3 separate regions of the Mus musculus genome follow, and all the other regions are linked to region 3. Evidence: chromatin contacts called from public promoter capture Hi-C data. All regions are on one chromosome and are shown on one strand. Each heading gives the region's core, a stretch centred on a gene start, on an enhancer-like site or on the middle of the called end of the contact. The rest is flanking DNA. Distances are from core to core; before and after follow the strand shown. Region 1 holds the start of Wdyhv1 (WDYHV motif containing 1). Region 2 holds the start of Rad21 (RAD21 cohesin complex component). Region 3 holds the start of Taf2 (TATA-box binding protein associated factor 2).

What was found. Promoter capture Hi-C pulls out the DNA fragments that hold promoters and counts their contacts.
Region 1: a promoter capture Hi-C map of pre-B cells shows a contact between it and region 3. The contact joins the promoter of Wdyhv1 here to the promoter of Taf2 in region 3. A contact is called at or near these places in 5 of 39 promoter capture datasets (cranial neural crest, liver, maxillary cranial neural crest and 1 more).
Region 2: a contact with region 3 is called in a promoter capture Hi-C map of pre-B cells. The contact joins the promoter of Rad21 here to the promoter of Taf2 in region 3. A contact is called at or near these places in 1 of 39 promoter capture datasets (pre-B cells) and 1 of 484 Hi-C or Micro-C datasets (pre-B cells).

What each region holds. Positions count from the first base shown.
Region 1 is chr15:58,138,621-58,143,032 of GRCm38.p6, forward strand. It overlaps Wdyhv1 (WDYHV motif containing 1), which reads left to right and starts at 2,746. Exons shown (of 6, transcript NM_029734.2): 1 at 2,746-2,961. The coding sequence starts at 2,873.
Region 2 is chr15:51,989,193-51,993,873 of GRCm38.p6, forward strand. Rad21 (RAD21 cohesin complex component) reads right to left here and starts at 2,568. Exons shown (of 14, transcript NM_009009.4): 1 at 2,355-2,568. It overlaps Gm52217, which reads left to right and starts at 1,783. Exons shown (of 2, transcript XM_030248881.1): 1 at 1,783-2,597. The coding sequence starts at 1,877.
Region 3 is chr15:55,069,440-55,074,153 of GRCm38.p6, forward strand. Taf2 (TATA-box binding protein associated factor 2) reads right to left here and starts at 2,713. Exons shown (of 26, transcript NM_001081288.1): 1 at 2,408-2,713; 2 at 1,954-2,008. The coding sequence starts at 2,490.

The DNA of each region.
Region 1 (4,412 bases), core at 1,496-3,995, 3.1 Mb after region 3:
GACTGTTTTTGTGATAGTTTGGTGAAGAATGTGGCTGCTTTTGTCCATGTCTGAAGAATCTGCCTGAGGCTAAGGCTAAAGTGAAGAGAATCCGATTAATTGCACTGACAAAGGAAGTCTTAGAAAAGCCTTTATCCTCTGGCTCACTCTTGGTTTATTCATGAAGAGTGTTTTGAAAATACAGAATGTATGGTTCAAGTATTATAGGGCAGCAGGAAGTAAAATGAAGCAGAGTCCTAGAAATTAAGGGAGTGGTGGCCTCAAGGTAAGACTCCACTCCTCACTGTTTGTGTGTTTGCAGTAGAACAAGGAATAGGTATGCCATGTTAGGTGTTATTTCCTGGTTACTATTTTCTTTTTTTCTTTCTTTCTTTTTTTTTTTTTTTAACAACAGGAATCAATTTTTATTTATTTATTTATTTATTTATTTATTTATTTATTATATGTAAGTACACTGTAGCTGTCTTCAGACGCACCAGAAGAGGGCATCAGATCTCTGTTACAGGTGGTGAGCCACCATGTGGTTGCTGGGATTTGAACTTCGGACCTTTGGAAGAGCAGTCGGGTGCTCTTACCCCCTGAGCCATCTCACCAGCCCCTCCTGGTTACTATTTTCATTTGTATTTTTAACAATTCAGAAGTGGAGGGTACACTTGTGTATTTTCTTTAGAGAATTATTTATTTTGTTTCTATGAGTACACTATAGCTGTCTTCAGACACACCAGAAGTAGGCATCAGATCCTATTATAGATGGTTGTGAGCCACCATGTTCTTGCTGGGACTTGAACTCAGGACCTCTGGAAGAGCAGGCAGTGCCCTTAACTGCTAAGCCATCTCTCCAGCCCTATACTTGTGACTTTAAGGGTGGACCATGGTGTGTGTGGGTAGGTGAGTAGGGCTGGATGTTGTGTGAGGCAGATGAGGGCGAGTCTGAGAAGCAGCAGGGCTGATTCTCATAGCACCTGGGGCAAAAGTGCTATGGAGGGAGGAAAGAGGATAGAAGGTGTACTGGCTGGTTTTGTGTGTCAACTGGACACAGGCTGGAGTTATCACAGAGAAAGGAGCCTCGGTTGAGGAAATGCCTCCGTGAGATCCAGCTGTAAGGTGTTTTCTCAATTAGTGATCCAGGGCAGAAGAGGGCCCATTGTGAGTGATGCCATCCCTGGGCTGGTAGTCTTGGATTCTATAAGAAAGCAAGCTGAGCAAGGCAGGGGAAGCGAGCCAGTAAGTAACATCCCTCCATGGCCTCTGCATCAGCTCCTGCTTCCTGACTTCCTTTGGTGATGAACAGGAATGTGAAAGTGTAAGCTGAATAAACCCTTTCCTCCCCAACTTGCTTTTCCTTGCTTCTCGGTCATGATGTTTGTGCAGGAATAGAAACCCTGATTAAGACAGAAGGCCATTGCTGTCCACACACAACTGCAAGCAGGCTTCCCCAAGTTCTGGTGTCTGTCCAGAGCTGACTCCACTGGAGGGCAGGATGATCACACAACTAGCTCTGGTCCCTTCTAGAAACTGCAGGGATCCTCTTTCCCTTGCAATCTCTTTCCATCCTTCTACTGAGAAAGCTTAACTTCACACTCACTTTGTACTAACCAAGAGAGGCTTCATGACTGCCACTCCCTGCCTCCCAGCCTCTGTTGAAGGGAGTATTCAAGCTGAAACAATAAATTGGTAACAGACACAAACACATGTTTAGTTTGTAGGATTTATGGGTTTTGGACAGCAGCTGAAGTTCACCAGAATACCACCAGCACAGCACTTTATGGGGTTGGGGTCTCAGAAGGCTGAGAGTCTGTGGGTGGCCTATAATCTAATCTTAAGAAGTCCAGCGTTTGCAGGGAGGTTCTCTGAGCACTTAAGGCACACACAGGAGACTGGGATGTCTATAGAGACAGTTCTCTATGTCTTTAATTCACTATGCATAAACACTGTTTTAGCAATTTGGTGTCTTCTCTTTTGAAAATAAATATGATTAACACAAAATGCTATCCAGACTCTTTAAATCTTTTTTTTTTTAAAAGAAAAATTCTTTTGTAGTCTAGGATCACCTTGCATTAGAAGCAATCCTCCTGCTTCAGTCTCCTGCATGCAAGGACTTTAGGTGTCTGTCACCACACCTGGTTAAAACTTTTTTTCTTTAAAATACACACACACACACGGAGAGGGAGAGAGATCCAGATGAGAAGAAATTAAATTACAATATGGTGAGATCTGGGTGCACTGCACTAACACCCCCCCCCCCCCCCCCCGTTCGCCTTTCTTTCTCAGTTCCTGCTCTAAAGGTTCAGCTTTCGTGCGTGCCCAAGCATCTCTTAGTTTAGAGTTTCTTCTGGTTTCACACAGCGGGCAACCTTAGCTGGAGTTTTAAGTGTATCCGGAAGCTCATATCTAAACACTGGCAACAACACAAGCAATCCCTCCATGGGAGGGCGACTAGGTCTACGCAGCGTAGCTCAAGAACAGGTTCGGTTTGGGGTCCGGGTGGTGGGGGGGGCGGGGCGAGAGGGAAGCCTCTAAGTGCATCCCGCTCTGCCACAGGCTCCACCCACCACGCAAAACCTGGCAAGAACTACACAGTTCAAGTCATCCTAAGATTCGCATTCCCAGCCCCCTCTCCACCAGCCTCGCCCCACCCCCACCCCCCTCAGATCCCACTCATTCTCTCAGGCCCCGCCCACCCGGAACCACGCAGGCTTCGTCATCCCGGGCTCCGCCCTCACGCTGCACGGGGCCCCGCCCACCCGGCTCTCGGCTCTCCCACCCGGAAACTGTCCTGGCCGCCTACTCTGTTGTCCTCTCCTCCTGGGAGACTGGCGACAATTGCGGCCAGCGGGTTGTTTAGTTGACCTGTGAGCCACAGCTTCGGGTCATGGAGGGGGACGGCCCCGCCGCCACGGCCCCGCAGTACCAGCCGGTCTGTCCTACGCGGGACGCATGTGTCTACAACAGCTGCTATTGGTGAGAGAGCGCGGGCGCGGACCCCGGGAATCTGCGCGGTTTCGCGCGCCGCCACCAATGCGCCCCTCTCCTGGATGCTCCCCTGAGTGCTGCTGCTGGCCTACACTGCCCGGGTTTAGCGCCGGGATGAGGAGGGTGGGGAACGCATTTCTGGTCTCCTTAGCTGAGCCTGAGCAGTGGGGTGAAGTCGGGGCGTCTTAGTGCATAGGGACAAGGGAGGGAGGGGAGTTAGGCTGGAGACCCAATGGTAACTGTTGAAGTCTGCATTGATTCAGGTTGAAGTATACGTCTTTATAATTTTAAAGACAATGGAGACACAGAATTTGTGGTAGTAGGAAATCCAGTTCAGGCAACTGGCTACCCTGATTACCTTACTGGCATTACCTTACTGGCCATATGATAATGGTTGCATTTGCACCATCCTTGCCATATGCTAGGCATTGTTTTGCGTGCATGGTGTAAATTAACTCAGTTGAACCTCACAGTAATCCCAAGAGGTAGGTACTGGTGTGATTGCAGCTTGGAAGAACTCTGAGGTACTGAAGGGTGTGCTGCTGTTTTACACAAGGCCCCGGGATTGTGAGGTTAGTGTCCTAGGCTGCTTGTGCAAACACCGTTCACCTTGCCTTTTTTGTCCCTAGGCCTCATCTTCCTTTTGTGTAGGGACTGCTATCCCAACTCAGGAGAAACCTCAGGATCATTTAAATAGACTCCTCTCAACTCTAGCTGGTCACTCAAACAAGGACTCTAAGAACTTAGCATTCAGCTGTGACTGACCAGTGACCACTTTAGCTCAAGTCCAAGTGCTTGCCCTGGTTCTCAATCTTCCAGGGCTGTGACCCTTTAATACAGATCTTCTTGTTGTGGTGACCCACAGCTGTAAAAACTTCGTTGCTATTTCACAACTAATTTTGCTACTGTTAAGAATCGTAGTGTAAATATCTGATATTCAACGCCATGACCCACAGATTGAGAACAGGGGGTGGTAGAGCGATGTCTTGGAGACAGGTTCTGTGGTAATTATTGACACTACAAAGGCTGAACTATAGAATGGTTGTGGTTTGTCCCAGACCACACAACTAAGTGGAATGAGATCTGGAGTCTACATGGTGGTTGGGAGTCCTTCTTTTTTAGCTGTTGCATTATAGATCTGCTCCGCCTGGTTTCCAAATCCTGCTAGTTTTTATCTGGAACATTTACTCTGTGTCTTCCATTTATTTAGTAAATATTTCGTAGGGATGTGAAATGTATGTTGGTTGATTCTATGCACAGAGGATAGAGCAGTAAACAAGGTAGATAAATTTCCTGGCAGTGCCAAGGACTGGCCTCAGCTGGGACCGGGTTTCTGAAAGAAGGGGTGTTTGGGAGCAGTGAAAACTACTTGAAGTCAAATTGTTGGTCCATGCTGGTGGTCTATGTTCCGCTGATGTGGCTTTCTAGACTGCTCTCTC
Region 2 (4,681 bases), core at 1,318-3,817, 3.1 Mb before region 3:
ATTATTTTGCGTATAAGTGGATATTTAAAAAACAAAACATAGGCATACCTATCCAAAATTGAAACTATCACCCTAGAAGTCAAGATGTAATCCTGATCTGCATCAGCTATCAAGTTAGCAAAATACCCAACTGTGATCTGTGTTTTATAACAGGAAAAGTACACTACCTAAAGGGCAGGCTGCAGACTGTAAAAAACATCAATACCCAGCTCACACAGAAAGAGAGCTGCCTGGTAGTGGCCTGAAAGGTAGGGGTGTGTGTGTGTGTGTGTGTGTGTGTGTGTGTGTGTTTGTGAGAGAGAGAGAGAGAGAGAAGCATGTTATATTCAGCTTACATATTACTACTGCTCAACTCTCCTTGGCTCTAATATGGACAGAATGAGTTTTATTTCAAATTTAAACTCCTTCTTTACTTGGTTATTTGCAATGGTTAAGAAGTCATTTCATGTCTGAAGTTTAGCCTGGCCTTGGTGTCCATCATCCTAGGAGTCCTGAGCCTGAGGCAGGAGGATCTTCAAGGGCAGCCTGGGGTACATAATCGGATTTCCTCACCTCTCCTAACAACAATAACAAAACACAAGCCTGACTTTATATCAACTACAAAGTCAACATAATATTCTTTAGGGATAATGACAATTAAACGGAACAGCACATGTAGTCTCAAAAGCAGATTCAAACAGAAGTCTCAAAAATCAACTTGCCCAGTTAGAATATTCACACCTTTAAGGTAGGATGGAAAACAAAATATATTTCTCAAGAATTAAGTTTTCATCCGGGCGTGGTGGCGCATGCCTTTAATCCCAGCACTTGGGAGGCAGAGGCAGGCGGATTTCTGAGTTCGAGGCCAGCCTGGTCTACAAAGTGAGTTCCAGGACAGCCAGGGCTATACAGAGAAACCCTGTCTCGAAAAACCAAAAAAAAAAAAAAAAAAAAAAAAAAAAAAGAATAAGAATTAAGTTTTCCCAACTACCCAAGTATAACTCTCTCAGAATCTGCATGTTTTGCTAAGTCTGAAAAGAAATTCCCAATTTACTGTGCATAATACAAAAAGCACCGTGTCCACTCCTTAAACAACTCTGTAACTTTGGTTATACAAACTCTAAGATAATTCAAACACTGGACAAGGCACACACCTTCACCAATACCTTCTTAAAGAAAGTTGCCTCCAACCTTAAAGGTATTTACAATTTAAGAAAGCGACTTCAGTCTGTTCCAAAACCCTGCAGCCTTTCAGTTCACTGGCATTTGATTTTTAATAGGATTTTGCACCCTTGGTGGGGGTGGTGGGCACGGGACGGGACGACGCCGAAGCTCTTCCAATACAGTTTAAGGAGAGCAAATATTAACTTTCCTTTGTAAAGAGAAGCCGAAGTACAGAAGCCACTTCCATAAGCCATTCAAACACCAACGCGTTTTGGAACGCTGAAGACAGCTTAACAAATCAGAGAGCACGAAGAAAACGTCCACAGCGTTTCCCTCTTAAATTTGAAGAAGGCCGCTTGGTCTAGTTGAACACCTCGACAGTGTCACCTTACACTATCCTGGCAGAGCCTACTCAAAGCCTTTCTGTGCCACGAAAAAGGCACCCAGCCTCGGAACGTCTCTACAACACTCGATCCTTAGCCATTAAAGAAATTAAAAAAAAAAAAAAAGTTTAGAAAAGTTAAGGGGAATACCAGCTACACTCATGTTCTTGGAAGCAATGTTATTCGATCGTGTTTTAAAACAGCCGGTCCAATTTCTGAGATGCCCAACACACAAATATATACATTATAGAGAAATCCGGTTGAGGGAGACAGAAGAACAGGCGAGTGAGTCCACGATCCCTGCGGCCAGCACACGCCTGGCGCGACCCGGACCCCGGACTCCACACCCGATGCACCGCGCCCGCCCGCCCAGGAGTCTCCCTGACGGCTCCCGCCCTGAGTCCCGCGTCTTTGCAGACAGCCATCTTCCCCCCCGAGGGGGCGGCCAGCTCCGAGAGCGGGCTCGTTCAAACCTCCCCTTCTCTCCCCGTCAGCCCCGGGATCCCGCTGTCCCACCTCCGCGCGGCCGAGGGTCGCTTTTGTGGGCCCTGGACTGCGGCGGAACCATTAGGAAGTCAGCAGGCGCGGTGCACGGCCCCGGGGCAGCGAGGAACCCCCCCAGGCGAGGGCGGCCCCGGGACGTAGGGGGCCCGGAGAGCGCGGGGTCGCCGGGCGCTGCCCGGGAGCTGGCAGCACTCGGGGGCCGCAACGCCGGCCGCCTCGCACCGCAACTGCGGGCCGCGGAGCCCGCGCCCCGGGAGCAACCCGGCGGGGCAGAGCACCGGGGAGGGAGCCAGAGCCCGAGGAGGGGTCGGCCCGATCGCTTACCTGGATCTCGGCGGGGAGCCGGGAGGGGTGGGTGGCCCGGGGAGGGGGGGAAGGGTCAGGGGAGGGGGCGGGGAGAGGGGGAGCCCTTGTGCGGTGTAGCCTCGGAGCTGCTCCCGCCACCGCCACGGCCGCCGCCTCCTTTTCCGATTCACTCAAACAAACAAGATGGCGGCCGTTACGGCGCGGCTCTTCCGGCCGCCCAAATCCTCGGTTCAAATCGGCAGGATGTTTACGGTCAAAAAGGTACGTGTGCGCCTGCGCAACCCGCCGGAGCCGCCCCCCACCCACAGAAGGGGCGGCGCAGGCGCGCTGACCACTTCCTTGTCTCTGGACCAGCCACCTATTGGCCACGGAGCAGGCGCAAAGGGTTCCTTGAAGAGGTTTGCGGAGCGTCAGAGTTGGCAAATGCAGCGCCTGCGCAACACCGTGTAACTAATTGGGGTTTAACTTGAACTCGAGTTAAAGCAGGTCTTTGCTGTTGGCCAGTTTTCTTTGCGCCCGGCAAAAATAAAAATTATTTTAATGACCTTGTACAGCGACGAAGGAAACAAAAATCTTAAGCTAGCTGCTGGAAAAGTAAGGCCTAATTGGTTCGGCCAACCTGTGCTTATATTAGGTTTGCAGCAAAAAGCATGCTACCGAGGCCCTGGGAGAAATTTTTTGAGAGTAGATTCCTTTTACACGCAGTTCCTAAACTAACTTTGGTCTCCCATTCATGGAGTCTCATATATGTTCTTGAAAGTTCCCTTTAACAACATTTGATTCTCTGGCGGTGGTGGTACACGCCTTTAACCTCAGCACTCGGAAGGCAGAGGCAGGTGCATCTCTGTGAGTTCAAGACCAGCTTGGTCACAAGGTCCAGGACAGCCAATACTACACAGAGGAGCCCTATCTCAAACCAAAACAACAATAACAAAAACCAACAAAACAACATTTGATTCTTTGAAGCAGATGCTTGCTTATGGTTCATCAGTAAATTTCTTACTGTGGGAGTTAGCTACTGACAGTTTGGAAACACCTGCTGAAGGTGCGTGTGTCAACTTTAGGCAGTTTGCTTAACAAACCTTTGACAGGACAGATTTAATTAACAGATTTCACCTCTATTCATTGGAAAATAATCCACTTTCCTTTTTTTGGCTACGTAGTAATGACTTTTATGATTTGACTTAATAACTGACCGAGAAACTGCTTGCTGTCATTCTCTAAAGCCTTTTTATAAAGCAGTTCTGTTCTGCTTGTCTGTCTCATGATAACACACAACACATTTGAGAGAGGAAAACGGTAGGAGGATTATAAAACATACAGTAGCAGATTTTGGTTTAGAACTGCACACAGTTTTGCAGAGCTGTTCCTCGGAACTGATCAACTCTTGAAAAAGGATTATATATGTCAAAAACACTAGAGTAAGTAGGAAGCTTAGAGTAAGAGGATTGACAAGATTTTTGGGAATATCACAATGTGTTTTGGCATAACTTTAAAGCTTTTACAGTAAATGAAAAAAATAAGGTATAAAGCATTTGTTTAAAAAAAAAAAGCATTTGTTTAATAAAGAAAACTCCCCAAGTAAAATGCCTTAAGGTCTTGGACTAAGCAGAAGGAAATGGGTTTAAAACACTGATAAAACACTGATAATGATTTTGCTGTTTATCTGGATTTTGATAAGAAATGTCATTTAAGGATAAGATATGTAGTAAAATATAATCAGGCACAGACATAGAGAAGCAAAGAAGTTAGGGATAACAGTCCGTATTTCAAATACCAACACAATACAATATGTATGAATTAAATGAGTGAAAATAATCCCTCGGGGTGTGTGTGTGTGTGTGTGTGTTACATTTAAGTTTAATTCATAGTTACACCCACCTCATGGGAAAGGAAAGATTTGAGTCAACTCTGAGAACAGGATTTCACAGGCCATGTCAAGGCTGGGTGTAGGATCTGCCCAGGCATATGGGTGAATCACCAAATCAAAATCATCTGGGTTCAGGAGTGGGCCTAGAGAGGATGGAGAGTGCATATGTTGATTTGAGTTACAAAGAACTGAAGGGGGGGGGGAGGCAGAACCTGGATTAGAGCCTTATAGATCATTAAGACTTTTGTCCAAAAACTTCATCATATTAACAGTTCAATACCAAGAACATTTCAGTTACCTCCCTGGAAATATTTGACAGTGACCATTTTTATAACAGAAATTTAATAAAATAAGATTGACAGTATTTTTTCCAGGTGTGTTGTTTCAGTTTGGTATTCATTGTTTCTTTTATCCAGCAAAACTGCCTAGAAAAATTATTGACAAATGGGCAAATAGAGCTGGGGTGGAGCTCTTA
Region 3 (4,714 bases), core at 1,463-3,962:
GATCACCCTATGCAGTCCAGGATCATATCAAACCTCCAATCTTCCTGCCTCAACCTCCAGAATGGGGGTTACAGGTGTGTACCACCATGTTCAGTTGGTTTATAAAGAGGTGATTTCTCCTCTTTGCCCAGGCTGGTCTACATTTCCTAGGCTCAATTAATCTTCCCACCTCAACCTCCTAACTGGGATTGTACCACTGTACCATCTTAAACATAGTATTCTGACCCACAGAACTAACTTCATAGTTCACTCATTATCAGGTGCTGAAGAAAGATATAAACAGATAGTTTTTGATGGGGTTGCCCAGTAAACAGAAAAAATTCTAGGTCTTCTGGGGGGGGAAAAATGCCTCACAGTGCTACAGCAGTAGAGATGATTTATAATTTCTAGTCCTAAGCCAGTTCACAGCCCTAGAATAGAGGCTTCTGTGTTAAGTGGAAAACCACTCTCTACCACACGGCCTCCTGAATCTATTTTCTCAGAATAGCCAGAAGGATCTGCAACAGTATGCCAGGACACTATCTGTTCTGAGAACAAAAACAAAACAAAAAGCCTCACCAAACCTTGCTGATATTATCAAATCTTGGTTCTTCTGAATTGAACATCTGAACTCTCAAACATCCCTACAGTCCAGTAGTCAAGCAGGAAGTATTTAGAGGTCACGTAACTAAATGATATTATAGATCAAGTCTATTAGAATAGGACTAATGCTTACTTGTTTAGCCCTATAAGTTATAATAATGGGTCCCTACCCAGTGAAGTAAGGGCTATTATGGTGGAAAAGGTGGACTGTTCATTTCTCTATTCCAGGATACTAAATGCAAGCAAGCATATTCTCTTGTGGATTACAGAAAGTAACAGCACAAACATGTGAACAATGTCCACCAGAGGCTCTTTTGCTGGGCTACATGTAGGCAGTAGCTTTGTTCTTCTACCAATACGTTATTTACCCATTTTCCCTTTACCTGTATACACTCAGCTCCCTCATTCATAAAATTTGGACTGAGGGGGCTGGAGAGATGGCTCAACAGTTAAGAGCACCCACTGCTCTTCCAGAGGTCCAGAGTTCAATTCACATGGTAGCTCACAACCATCTGCAATGGGCATCCGATGCTGTCTTCTGCTGTGTCTGAAGACAGTGACAGTGTACCCACATATATGAAATAAATATGGCCAGAGCAAGCAGGATGGGGGGGGGGGAAGAGCTGGGACTTAAATCTTATCTGTGTCAAGAGATTACAGTGAAGAATCAATGGGTTAATATACATATCCCTTAAGGAATGTCTTATAGCCGGGCAGTGGTAGTGCATGCTTTAATCCCAGCACTTGGGAGGCAGAGACAGGCGGATTTCTGAGTTCAAGGCCAGCCTGGTCTACAGAGTGAGTTCTAGGACAGCCAGGGCTATACAGAGAAACCCTGTCTTGAAAAACAAAAAACAAAACAACAACAACAACAAAAAAGGAATGTCTTATAGACAAGAGCAATTCAACTAACACAGTATAATTCTATCAATCACGTTGACTCTAATAATGCTAAGCTTCACTGAGAGGTATCATGAGTTTCCTATACTGCTGAAGTAAAAACTTAAATTACAAATACTCCCTAATGTTTTCACGTTCTATCCCCAAATAGCAATGTGTGACAAATATTCCAAATGACACTCCATAAATGAACAGCTGAATCTAAGACTGCTATGACTACAGGCTGTCCTGTCTAATGCACAATGTGAAGGTGTTTGACTATAAAGACTTCCTATTGCACAATATACTTAGCATATTTGAACATTTTAATCAGGAAATGGGAAAAGGTGGGGAGAACAGAGAACAGCATGTATAGCAAACTAGACTTGAATTCTTATGTCTTATTCTGGGGCACCATATAATCTGGAAGACTATAGAATCCCCCCCAAGAACTGTGAAAGGCTGACTTATGATGACCGGGAGTGATCTTACCACAACTGATTTTCGCTGGAAGTTTATGTTGTTGATACAGACGACCTGATGGGTTGTATATATAAAAAAAAAGAAAGAAACGACTATTATTATATGAAAGCATAAATCTAAGTACGAATAGGGACTATATACTGAGCCGCTCAAAAACCACACAGTAGTTTGTCTTCGAATTCTACAAAATGAGTAACCTGCTTATTTTAAATCGAGCAACAGCCATGAAAAGGTTTGTCTTGACAAAAAAATATAGCGGTACTTTAAGAAAGGTTTATGAGCCCGTGGGCGGGGAAGGAGTATGCTGAACAATTATTCAAAACCGTTTCACCCTACAAACATCATGTCCCCTGGAGTGGGCTCTAATTTCCCACTAGTTTCCCGGACTCATCAAGTCACTCACAGAATCAATGAAAACAAAATCAGAGCAGGGCGAGAAACGGAGTAGGGGAAAGGTACTTATAATTTGTACGGCCGTGGGCTTTCGAAGCCCTTGTCTCCTTTCTTCCTGTTCATCCTGGAGGACTCTAAGCCGGTGGGCGGCATGAAGAGCTCCTGCGGGGCTCGCCTTTCAGGCTGCACGGGGCGCTGCAGCGCATTCCCGGTAGCGGCCCGTGCACCCGGAGCGCCTAGCCACCCGTCCTCCGCCTCCTGTCCCCTCCCCGACCACTCTCAGCCGCCTCCGCCCGGCCCCTGTCACACAGATGAGCCGCGCTACAGGAGCTCTAAGCGGCCGCCGCCGCCTGCGGACATCTTGCCGGTCACCTCTGACCGGTGACGTCAGAGGAAGTGGCGCGGCCGCGGAGGCAGAACCCGGAAGTCTTGTCCGGGCGTGAGTGGGCGGGGTTTGCACGATAAGTTTGGGATTTCTCGTCTGGCTTTTCTCCTTTGTCTCAAAACTATTTCTAAAATTAAGAGAGCAGAGGGAAGATTTACTGGGTGAGAAAAGGAAGATGGGGAAGGAAGGAAGGGACGTTAAGTGTTAGGCGAATCGTGCTTGTGGAAGACAAGAAGGGATGGAAGGGGCGAGGGACTAGGACCTAGTAATGGTCCCGAAACCATTGCTGTCAAGAACAAACTCACCCATTTGGACCTTGTGGTTTAAACTCCAAATGTGTAATCAGACCGCAGGGAACTCTCAAGCCAGAAGTCCCATGGCCTCCGTATTTGTCTTATGAATTAACAGATTTTCTTTTTGACATTTTTGAAGCTGTGGATTTTCTATTCTTGAGGGTTAAAGATGCAAACCAATGTCCGTTAATTCCGTTAGAGTATTGTCCATTAACATTTTCCCACCTGCACAGATTTCACTCCACCTATCTTTTTTACTCCTGACAAGGTCGTTAGCTGACTTTAAATTAATTTGAACTTTTCGTCTAAACAAAACCAATTAGGAAAATAAAGCCATAACTTTATTAAACCTTCCAAAACTAGACTTCGTTTTTCCCAATGAACATTTATTTATTAAACCCACACAAAGTAAAGGCAGAGCTCATAAATGGCTTACACAATCTTTATGCAGGACCACTTCCTCAAGCGTTCTCATTTGCTGGGACCATCGTCAGACTTATAATTTTTTACAATTCCCTCAAGGTAGCAGTAGGCTTGTTCCAAGTTGCAATCTTCTCAGAAATGCAGGTGAATGAAGTGCAGTGATAATCATACCCAGTGGAAACTGTTGTTTTAAAGATAGACTGGGGGGGCTGGTGAGATACCTCAGTGGTTAAGAGCACCGACAGCTCTTCCAAAGGTCCTGAGTTCAAACCCCAGCAACCACATGGTGGCTCACAACCATCCATAACAAAATCTGATGCTCTCTTCTGGAGTGTCTGAAGACAGCTACAGTGTACTTACATATAATAAATAAATAAATAGATAGATAAATAAATAAATATTTAAAAAAAAAAAAAAGAGGGCTGGAGAGATGGCTCAGCGGTTAAGAGCACTGACTGCTCTTCCGAAGGTCCTGAGTTCAAATCCCAGCAACCACATGGTGGCTCACAACCATCTGTAATGAGATCTGATGCCCTCTTCTAGGGTGTCTGAAGACAGCTACAGTGTACTTACATATAATAATAAATAAATCTTTAAGCAGGAGTGAGCAGGGCCAAGCTGAAGTGAGAGAGGTCAACCAGAGCGAACAGAGGTCCTAAATTCAAATTCCCAGCAACCACATGACAGCTCACAACCATCAATACAGCTACAGTGTATTCATATACATAAAAAATAAATAATAAATAAACTTTAAAAAAAAAGATAGACTGGGGAAAACTTGCTTTTTTTTTTTCCACGGAGGTGCCAATCTGCTAAAAATCTTTGCTCAGGAAGCTGGAAAGTAACATAACCATCTGTGGTCTCACTGGCTTCTTCTAGAAAGGTGGATGCGACTGTCTCAACATCACTACAGGACACAAAAGTCCATATAAATATAGATACACACACGTATGGTTGACAGGCCTGTGGTCTGGTTGAATCGCTGTTGGGGTCAATCCTTAGGCCAGTGGCTCTCAATTTGTGCATCATGACCTTTTGAGGGGTCAAAAGACTCTTTTGACAGGGTCCCGTAGTAAAATGTACAGATGTGCACATCAGATAGTTAGGTTCCAATTCATAACAGCAAAGGTACAGTTATGAAGTCGCACTGAAAATAATTTTATGGTTGAGGTCAACACACGAACAGTATTAACGGGTTGTAACATTAAGAAAGTGGAGAACTGGCAGGGCGTGGTGGTGCACACCTTTAATCCCAGCACTTGGGAGGCAGAGGCAG